Linked DNA regions of Canis lupus: regions 2 and 3 are each linked to region 1. The links are chromatin contacts, called in public Hi-C maps. All regions are on one chromosome and are shown on one strand. Each heading gives the region's core, a stretch centred on a gene start, on an enhancer-like site or on the middle of the called end of the contact. The rest is flanking DNA. Distances are from core to core; before and after follow the strand shown.

Evidence for each region. Hi-C and Micro-C count contacts between places; a contact is called where the count stands out from the background.
Region 2: a Hi-C map of blood shows a contact between it and region 1, with 2.9 times the contacts expected there. The contact joins two enhancer-like sites. A contact is called at or near these places in 3 of 9 Hi-C or Micro-C datasets (amygdala, blood and skin fibroblasts).
Region 3: a Hi-C map of amygdala shows a contact between it and region 1, with 4 times the contacts expected there. The contact joins the promoter of UBL3 here to the enhancer-like site in region 1. A contact is called at or near these places in 2 of 9 Hi-C or Micro-C datasets (amygdala and skin fibroblasts).

Annotation. Positions count from the first base shown.
Region 1 is chr25:10,420,655-10,423,850 of UU_Cfam_GSD_1.0, reverse strand. No RefSeq gene overlaps it. Among named protein-coding and RNA genes, the nearest start is that of SLC7A1, 72 kb to the right of the region's middle. Within about 2 kb of position 1,565, at least 9 of the 20 cell types and tissues checked have an H3K27ac peak or open chromatin away from gene starts, as enhancers often do. A contact at or near this core is called in blood, where this site is marked.
Region 2 is chr25:9,944,077-9,947,272 of UU_Cfam_GSD_1.0, reverse strand. No RefSeq gene overlaps it. Among named protein-coding and RNA genes, the nearest start is that of MIR8825, 95 kb to the right of the region's middle. Within about 2 kb of position 1,627, at least 2 of the 20 cell types and tissues checked have an H3K27ac peak or open chromatin away from gene starts, as enhancers often do. A contact at or near this core is called in blood, where this site is marked.
Region 3 is chr25:10,155,606-10,158,801 of UU_Cfam_GSD_1.0, reverse strand. UBL3 (ubiquitin-like protein 3) reads right to left here and starts at 1,712. Exons shown (of 5, transcript XM_038573357.1): 1 at 1,083-1,712. The coding sequence starts at 1,109.

The DNA.
Region 1 (3,196 bases), core at 316-2,815:
TAGGCCATCTTCCGGAGGCTGGGCGGGCTAGACTCAGTTCCAAAGGACACGACACATGGACTACAGTCCTTTCCCCATCGATTTCACATTCAGGCCTAAACAGGTGTATGTTTCTACTGCAAAGAGAGCTTGGTGTGCCCTAAATCCCATCAGGATCATCACAGACAATGCCCACAGTCGAAGCAGGTCCTTATCATGAGCTTTTTCCTCCAACGGGGCAGGGGAAATGGGGTACAGGGAACACAGGACCCTGGAAAGCTCTGTAGGCCTCCCTAGAATACCCCAAAGTGCAGCCAGGACACTCACTTCTACCTGAAAGCACTTGCCCCCATCTCACCCGCCTCAGGTTGTCCAGCCTGACACTGCAATGTCCACATGGGCCTGCCCCTTCTTCGGGTTACAAGGGAGACCCAGTGTGGCCAGCTTTCCATGCTGGTTTCGCAGGGCATATAGGAGTGGAAACAACTTGAGACTTAGGCAAGCCTGCCCCACAAACAGTAGCTGAACAAAGAGACTTTTGTGGATGACAAATCACTTCGAGTCACCTCAGGACCTGAGAGGAACACTACAGATCCCCTCTGAATCACCCACACCTCCAGATTGTTGACAATGACTATGTGTTTACTAAATGATTTCCTTGTCAACCTGTCCCAACCTATTAGTGTCGTTTGGGGTGTCTTGTGCCCTCCACTTGTATAATAACCACTTTCCATTGTCCTTCCCCCTACACATGAGGTAAACAAGGTACAGGTCAGCACCTCCACTTAACCCAAGAGCAGACTGGTGACTCGCCCCTTGGCATGTGCAGGAAAAGGGGTTAAGCGCCGGCTTCCTCCTGTCTGCAGAGAACTGCGTCCCCTCCCACAGGGTAACTTGCAGCAGACCGAGATCTTTGGTGGAGACTCTGTCACCTCCAGTGTGCCCAGGACCCTGGTACAGCCCACCACCCCCGCATGGGAGAGGTGGATCATCTCATCAAGAAGGGAGCGATGGAGGAGTTAAGCTCAGGTAGAAACAAAGCTGAAACCACCCGCCTGCTATTGGAGCTGAATGCTCTTCTCGTGGCTGATGCGGCACATGCAGCATCGCTGTCCTGCACGCTGTCACAGCTTCCGTGATCAAGAGTCAGGGTCCTGCGCCCTGGAGAGTTTGGGCCCAATACTTAAAAAAAAAAACAAAAAAACAAAAAAAAACCACGGAAGGCTGGTATGCTGTATGCTGTCCTGGTTGTTAAAGGGAGTTCATTCACTTAAATTTGCTAAATCTCTTTAAAAAAAAAAACAAAAAAAAACCAGGTTGCTTCTCTTAAACGTCTGGAAACAAAAACAGGACACTTGGGGTTTCTGAGCACCAAGTATAATTCTCCCCTGTCGGCGTGGAGGGAAGAGGCGCTCAGGAGGTGCAGGCCTGTTCGCCGCCCTCACCCCGCCGAGTTTCGCCAGGGCCGCCAGCCAGCGGGGGTGGGGCGGTGTGCAGCTCTCAGCTGGGCCCCCTGGTGCACGTGACCTGGGCACAGGCCGGGGCACCCACTCCTGGCCCCCCGAGCAAGCTGTTCTGGCACTGCTGCTGCCTGCAGAGCGGTTTCTCGCTTTAACCGCGCCCAAACTGATGTGGCAGGGCTGTTCCCGTCCCCGCCGCGCCACCACCGGCCTCGAGGCGCAGAGGAGCATCCACGGGAGGGGCCGGCCCGCAGGACGTCTCGCTTCCCGACTCGGGATCGGGCGGAGACCAAGTTGGCCCAAGAGCGGCCTCAGGAGCAACAGCGGCGCCTGTTGGCGTCACGTTCTATTCAGTAGCCGCATTCCCGGCCCGCTGGGCAGCCAGAGTTTGGGGAGACCAAAGGATTCCCTCTGGAAGGGGGGCGGACAGGGCCATCCTCCGGCCGGGCTGGAGTGGGCAGGCCCCAGGCGCGGAGGGGCCCCGGAGGGTCCTCGGGGCTGCCGGCGCCGCTGTGTGAAACCCCCAGAAGGGTTTCGGGACCAAGCCGGGGGAAAGCTTGCTCCCGCGGCTCCATCGCGCCCCCGCGCTCGGGGCTCGGCTCCGAGGAGCGGCTGACACGGGGCCGCGGGGCTCTGCCGGCCGCTGGGCGGCGCTGTGGGACCGGGGCTCCGCCGCGGCTCCCGGGGGTGGGGCTCTAAGCGCGCCGCGCCCCAGCCCGCCGCCACCTGCCCTCCTGCAGCGCCCCCGCCCCCGCCGGCTGTCAGCAGAACCTCTACGGGAGAGCTCGCTCTGGGGAGGGGGGCCTGGGGGCGACGGAGAGGCCTCCTGCCCGCCTGCGGCCCGGCCGCACCGCACACGGTCCGCGCTCTGCGGCCTGGGGCGCCGCGGGCGCAGACACGAGACCCGGCTGGGGAGGACTTGCTGACGGATTCTGCTGTTGCAAACTCGGGGTGAAGCCGGCCGCAGCGTGTCCCCCCACCCCGAGAACACGCTAAGGTTAGACCCTGTCGGGGTGGGGGGGCGGTGGCAACACCCTTCCCAATGCGATCACAAAATCACAGCAGGGTAGTGGCCGAGAGTTGAGGCCACTGGACTGAATCTGCCTCCTGTGCAAGAGGACGCTCCCCTCCTCAAGCGGGGTGTGGGGTGGGGTGAGCAGCTTCAGTCCTTCCCCAGCCCCACCCTGACAATCGGTGCCTGTGGAGGAAGTGCGGGGCTGAGGTGTGCGTGGCACGAGGGATGAGCAGCCTGAGTCCTTGGCTGGCTGCGACTTTGGTGGGAAGACGTCCGGGCTCTAACCCAAGCCAAGTCTGGAAAAAAGAGGTCCTCGGAGATAGCATGAGAGGATCCTAAATGAGGGCTGGGGGACTCCCCGGTTGAGATGCTAGTCCTTGGAATGAGGATTTGCACCTAGTGGCCAAGGGAAAATGAGGCACTGCAACATCTGGCTGTGGGGAAACAGGAAGAAACTAAAGAAGCAAAGGGCAGGATGTGGAAGTCTCTGTGGGGGCAATGACAAGCTTGAGGACCCTGGCCGAGAGCTGCTACAATTCTTGAGATCACACTGTACATGCTGAAGCCATATACAGAATTTATTAGAGTTTGCGGAAGCATGAGATAATGTACCACAAAATAATTTGATTTTACAACATATAGTAGGGAGTTGTCAACATACTGTATTGTCAGCAAGAATGGGATACAGAGCAGAGTTTCACATTTTTTAAAAGGCGATGGACATCTATGCTTGTCCTTAAAA
Region 2 (3,196 bases), core at 378-2,877, 480 kb after region 1:
GGATCAGGGCTGAAGCATGAGCTACTTGTGTTTCTACCCACAACTGAAGTAATGGAATTGGACACCATCCCACTGCAGGGAACCTCAGGCGGAGAGAGATAGTCATTACCTGCTCAGCACAGTGGCTGAGACGTCAAAGACTTTCTGAGTTCAGAAAAAAAGACTTGTCCAAATCAAGATGACATTCAATAAAGACAGGGAGAGGTGGCCCTTTGGGGAACCCTGGAAAAGGCTAAAGACACACAATAACTGGTTAAACATAAAAAGGCCTGGGAGGTCAGAGCATACACCCAGTCACAGATGCTTTTGTAACAAAATGCTAGTACAAAACAAAGAAAAACCGCAACATAATCTATGTGCATTTGTGTCAAAAGAATTTAAGAATGAAAGAATTTACCATGAAATAATCCCTCTCGTGTGAAGAATTTAAATTTTGGGAAGGCACAGGAAAATTAGAGAGGGTGTGGGAAGAGGAAACAAACAAGTTTAGGGACAGGAAATTGAGCCAATGGAGAAAAAGGACAAAGAAGTCAAATCATTTACTCTACCCAAAAACGAGCAGGTGAGGGTTCGATCCTTGTAACACCCTGGTGGCCTCAGAAATTCTAGGCACAGTGGTACTGAGTTGTCTGGTCTTATCCCAGGAGATTTATTTGTTTTTGTTTTTTTTTCTAAAGGTTTTATTTATTTATTCATAAGAGACACAGAGAAGCAGAGACAGAGGCAGAGGGAGAAGCAGGCTCCACACAGGGAGCCCGACGTGGGACTTGATCCCAGGACTCCAGGATCACGCCCTGGGCCAAAGGCAGACACTTAACCACTGAGCCACCCAGGTGCCCCTTATCCCAGGAGATTTAGTTTAAAAAGCACTGGGTTAATATCAACACAAGTTTCTTCTGCAAAGTCATCTGCTCCCCTTTCCGAAAATCCACAAAGAAGCTATTGCCTCGATAGCTTTTCCAAGCCACATGCAGGAATAACGGCCATCCAGCCCTGCCCTCTGTCCACCCACTCCATCTGACCTGTGTCCTGACTCTGAGCTCCAGAACCTTCCAGCCTGCTTTCTGATGAGGTGGACAGTTTGAGTCCAATCTAGTCCCACCCCCCAAGAGCTGGGGTCCCCACTGGCCCTACCACTGCCAGCCGGAAAGAAGCAGAGGAACAACCACACTGACTTTTCTCTCCTCCAGCCAGTGGCCAAGCACAGCTGGAAGCAAGAGGGCAGGAGAGCTGAGAGGATGGGGCTGGACACAGTGCACAGAACACAACCTCCCGGGTCCTGAGCAGAGCTGAGAAGGGTTGAGAATGCAAAGGAAGTTGGGGAGCACTGGGAGATCCCCCAGTACAGATGGTAAAAAAAAAAAAAAAAAGAGTCAGGATTGGAAGTGCCTGGAGATCCAGCTTTTCCCAGTGAACATAGGAACGCAGAGCAGTTGGTGTGGCAAAGCAAGCACCGACCAGACTTCGGCCCCAGCAGACTCAGGCAGCCCAGGAGACAATGTTCAAGTACTGCACAAGCCACCTACTGTCCTGCCCCTGCCATCACCCACCAAGACCTGAGGAGCTAGGGCTGGAATCCAGAGCCACTCACCCGTCAACAGCCTGGGAGAGCAAACCAGTGAGCATCTGGGCAATCATTTCTGTAGCAATATCCTGCTACTGCCCGGCTCCCACACTGGCACTGCTAGCTCGGCGGCCCGCGGCCTGGAGAAGCCGGCGTGACACACACTCCGTTTCATCTCCTTCCCTATGGATGCCTCCTCTTTTTCTGACATCTGCTGTAAAACTCAATGAATTCAGTCCTCTGCTTGCAGACAAGCCCGTCTTATTCAGCAGGGATGGGAGATCCAGAGGCCGGGGCTGCACCTAGGAAACAGGGAGGCTAGAGGCCGTGGGGGCAGACCCAACGGAACAGCCCCTGGAGATGCTTCACACTTCTGATCCACCACGGAGCCCCCAATATTTTCAATGACCATGTCAGCGTCAGTAAATACGATCCCTAGATTACACACAGCTCATTATTGCCAAAAACAAAACAACAAAACAAAACAAAAAGAGCCAGACTTTTCCACTAGAGCCAGAGCAGTCAGTTTCATCCTGACTGAAGCAAGCCAACTTCAAGAATGACTGAAAGCCTTCTTCATTCAAACCAAGTCAGGAGCCTTGGCGGTGCCTGCAGACATTTGGTCTCCTGCTGCCTCTGCCCGGGGCGCCATCTAGCGTCCCCCGACGGGTACTACACCCTCCAGCCCACTTCTTGGGGGAAAAACAAAAAAAACAAAAAACAAAAAACCTTGCTCATAAAGAACTGGTTTCGTAGAAAATCATGAGACCTGATGGGGGAAAAAAATTTGCCCTTTGTGATAGACATTTTTCAAAAGTGGTTGAGCAATAAAGACTTCCCATTTATTGGATTTCACACATGATTTTCCTTGAGCCAAACCAAAGACTCATGACTCTTAAAAACAATGAATAGGCAGCGTACAAGAGTGTTTGGGCCGTTTTCTCACGGCTGTGTTTGGGAAAGAAGCTTATGTGCAAACATAAAAAGCTGACTGATTTTCACCTTGGATTAGCTGTGTGCATTTTCCAGGGTGGGACATCGTACAGCTAAAACTTCTTTGAGCCCTGTTAAGGGTTGAATTGTGACCCCTGTTCAAATAAGTGGTTCCCCCAGTACCTCAGAATGCAACCATACTAGGAGATGAGGCAATTAAGCTAAAGGGAGGTATTCCCACAGGTCCTAATCCAGTCCTCTTTAAGGCGGTGTCCTTATAGGAAGAGGAAATTTAGACACAGGTTATGAGCAGGCACAGTGGGAAGGGCCCAGTAAGCACGCAGTGAGAAGGCCACTACCTACAAGCCAAGGGAAGAGGCCTCCTGAGAAACCCATCCCTTGATACCTTGATCTTGGGCTTTCCAGCCTCCCGGACTTCAAGAAAATGAATTTTGCTTGTTTAAGCCGTGCAGTCTAGGGTATTCAGTATGGCAGCCCTGGCCAACTAATGCAGTCCCCCAGGTGTCTTTTCCCCAATAAAGTGTGCAAATGCTGGAGCACTGGAGGAACACCTGGCCGCACAGGGGGTCAAGAGTGACTGTTGCACACGCTGCAGCTCTTCCTTTTATACACAATGTATCCTGAACCCTGAGACTTTGCCCAGCAGCAGGTGGAGTGGGGGGACCCTCTGTGCCCCAG
Region 3 (3,196 bases), core at 463-2,962, 270 kb after region 1:
TGTTTTTAGGTCTGTAAATGAGGTTCGCTCCTAAAGAAAGAGCTGACATTTTAAAATTTAATCAGCGAAGTTCGATTTTGTTTTTTCACTGGAATACCAGAACACTCAAATGCTAATGTTATGTTAACTTCAATTGTTTCATAAACAAAGTCATCAACCTTGATGTTTAATTGCATTATGTTTGTCCCTAGGACTGCAAAGTGTCATTTCAACTCACACAAACCCACCACCTCCCAGCCCTGTAAGCCTACACAGCTCCAGTTAGTCAACAGACTCACAGCATTAACAAACATTAACCTTTAGAAACAGAAAGAAAAGCACCAATAAACACGAGTACTTTTTGTTTCAAGTTCTCAACATTCAGAGATCAAGGCTCACTAACGTATTTTATTAGCTTTTAAAGGGCCAATGATGCAATACTATTAAATATCTGGTACTAAAAGTCCTGGCAATTCAGAAGTAGCACCCCATATACGACGATCAGTCTGGATTTGTGAAAATTCCAAAAAACCTTAATATTTCAGTTGCCATAGTCGCCCACCCAGACATTTCAAAAAGCTCACAGCAAATTCTAGTAGACTTTTTCTTGAGGACAGACACGTCCCTTCCCTCCAAAATATCAAGTTTGTATCCGCTGCGTTAATGGTCTCGTCAGTGCCCAGGAACGAGACTCCGATTTCTCTACCTGTGTGTGTAGTAGGGACGCCCGTCCTCAGCTCTGCCCACTGTCACTCACGTTTTCAGAAGCTTTAAGATACAAATGTTCAAAGGCTCCTGGCAAAGGGGGAGATGTTTCCTCCACTTCGAGCTGCACTGCCACATTTCCCCTAATTCTTCATTCTTTAGTGATTTAGAAAACACCACCGAACGAGAAAGGCCATATTAAAACCGGTACTTCCTAAGACGGGGGTGGGGGGGAAACCAGAACCTCCAACTTCTCCAAATCTCCCAGTACCGTGGCTTCTCAACAGTCCCCCCCCCCCCCCCGCAAACCTTCTTCACCCCACGCCTGCATCCTTTCTGATTAAATAAGATTGGAAACCACAATTAAATCAGAGTGTCATAACTTATCCTTCACTTACCATATCTGCCGGGACATTACTGGACATCTTGCCGTCTGATGTACACCCAGATGTTTACCACGGGAAAAACAACAACAAACAAAAACAGAGCAGAAGTCTTCAAGCTACAGCAATCGAGCTTGACGATCTTGATGTGCTTTCCAAAAAAGAAAAAAATAATAATAATAAGTGATTTCAGAGCCCAAGCGGCGGCCTGGCCGAGGTTCCGAGCGAAGAGGAACAAGCCCCCGGAGCTGGCTGGCCGGGGCCGGGGCCGGGGCCGGGGCGGGGGCCGGAGAGGACTCCCGGGATGGCAGCGGCAGCCCCGTCGTCGTCAGTGGCAGCAGCAGCGGCGGCGGCGGCGGCAGCAGCAGCAGCCCCAGGACCGGCCGCGCCAGGTAGACCCAGCCGAGTGACACACGGACATGGAGCGGGGTGGGAGGGGGTTAAATCCGCCTTCCTCCTCTCCCAGCCCGGCAGTGATTCACACTTGCTCCCCAGTCAAGTCCTCATTAAGCAGGAAGAAAATGCCCCGGCGTGGATGCACGCAGATAACTATGTGGCTACACATGGACGCGCGAGCGGCGAGCGGCGGCCGCGCCGGGGAAACAGCTCAACTCGCGCTGGCCGGGGCCGGGGCCGGGGCCGGGGCCGGGAGCCGGGAGCCGGGCCGCGGAAACCCGCGCTCAAGGGCATTTAACTCGTTGGGAGCCGAGGCGGAAGCCCGGGGCGGCACGCGGGAGGCACGGGGCGCTCGGGCCGCGCGGGACACCCCACGGCCCCTCGGGGCTCAGGCCGCGGGCGCCTCGGGGCAGCAGCGGGGCTCGGGGCGCATCGCCTCCGGCTCCTCGGCGCTCCTCTCCGGCCTCCGCCTCCCCCCCGTCGCCACCTTCCCCTCCCCTCCGACGCCGACTTCGGCGCTCCCCGGAAGAGGCCGGGTCCTCCCTCTCCTCAGTCCAGGAATGGTTTCCTCTCGGAGCTTTGTCTCTCCTCCTCCTCCACTTTTCAGTCCCAAACGCCGCAGCCGCCTCCTGTCATCGCCTCTCACGCCAACATGGCGGCGGCGGCCGCAGCTGCCTGAGCGCAAGCCGGGGACACGGGGAGAGCGCTGCCCCTCCTCGCAGCCGCCGCCACCGCCACCGCCCCCGCCTCCCCTCCACTCTCCCCCCTCCCCCCTCCGTGGACACCTACTGCGTCACTACGGAGACCACCCTCGTGCATCATGGGAAATGTAGTTTACGCGAAGGCGGGGGGGGCGGCTTAACGCGTCCTCTCCGGACTCCGAAGCCACGCCCCTCTTAGCAACAGTTGCTAGGAAAGGAAAGCTCGCTTTAGCAGAGCTGCCGCCCAGGAGTTAGGTGTCACCTGCTTCCAGGAGTGCTGTGAGCGTGCGAATTATTTGGAGAAAATGATTCTGCACAGAGAAATTCCCTCATGCACAATACACATACAGACTGAAAATATGGTTTACCTCCAAGCAGAATCATTCATTTTAATGACAGCACGCTCTCCACATCCTGCAATCTCAAAGCATTTTGTATAGTGATTTCATCTAGGTCTTTTCAACATTACATTTGGAAGATCAGAAGCAATCATTGATTTCCAATAAGGTCGTAGAAGTTCAACAGGAACAAGGATCTCATTAAGCAAGGAGAATGTTTGAACATGTGTTTCTTGAAGAACTAGGGCCATAAAGCTACAATCTAGTTAATTGAAATTACCAAAAACTGTATTAGGTACAATAGTATATCATCCCAAATCTATATCAGGAAATAGTTGCTACAAACTACTTGGGGATTCACCAGTTTACTAGGTTAGCCCCTAAATTATGTTTAAGTTAAAATGTAATAAAAACCTACACACCCACAGTGATTAGCAAACAGCACAAAATCATACCATTAGTGAGAGACCTAGACGAAGAATATGTCTATTTCAAATTTAGGATCAAAATTCAGAAACCACCAATGTCTATCTGAATCCATATAGATCTCTTAGGGCTTTGACAGAATATTTTAGCAAGGGCAGTCTCAGTAAGACAGGTATGTAAGAATGCCAACGGATTGAGAGTCTGAAAGCCAACCTACAGCTATGTGACCTCATCTGTAAAACAGTCTTGCCTACCTTCCAGGGGTAAC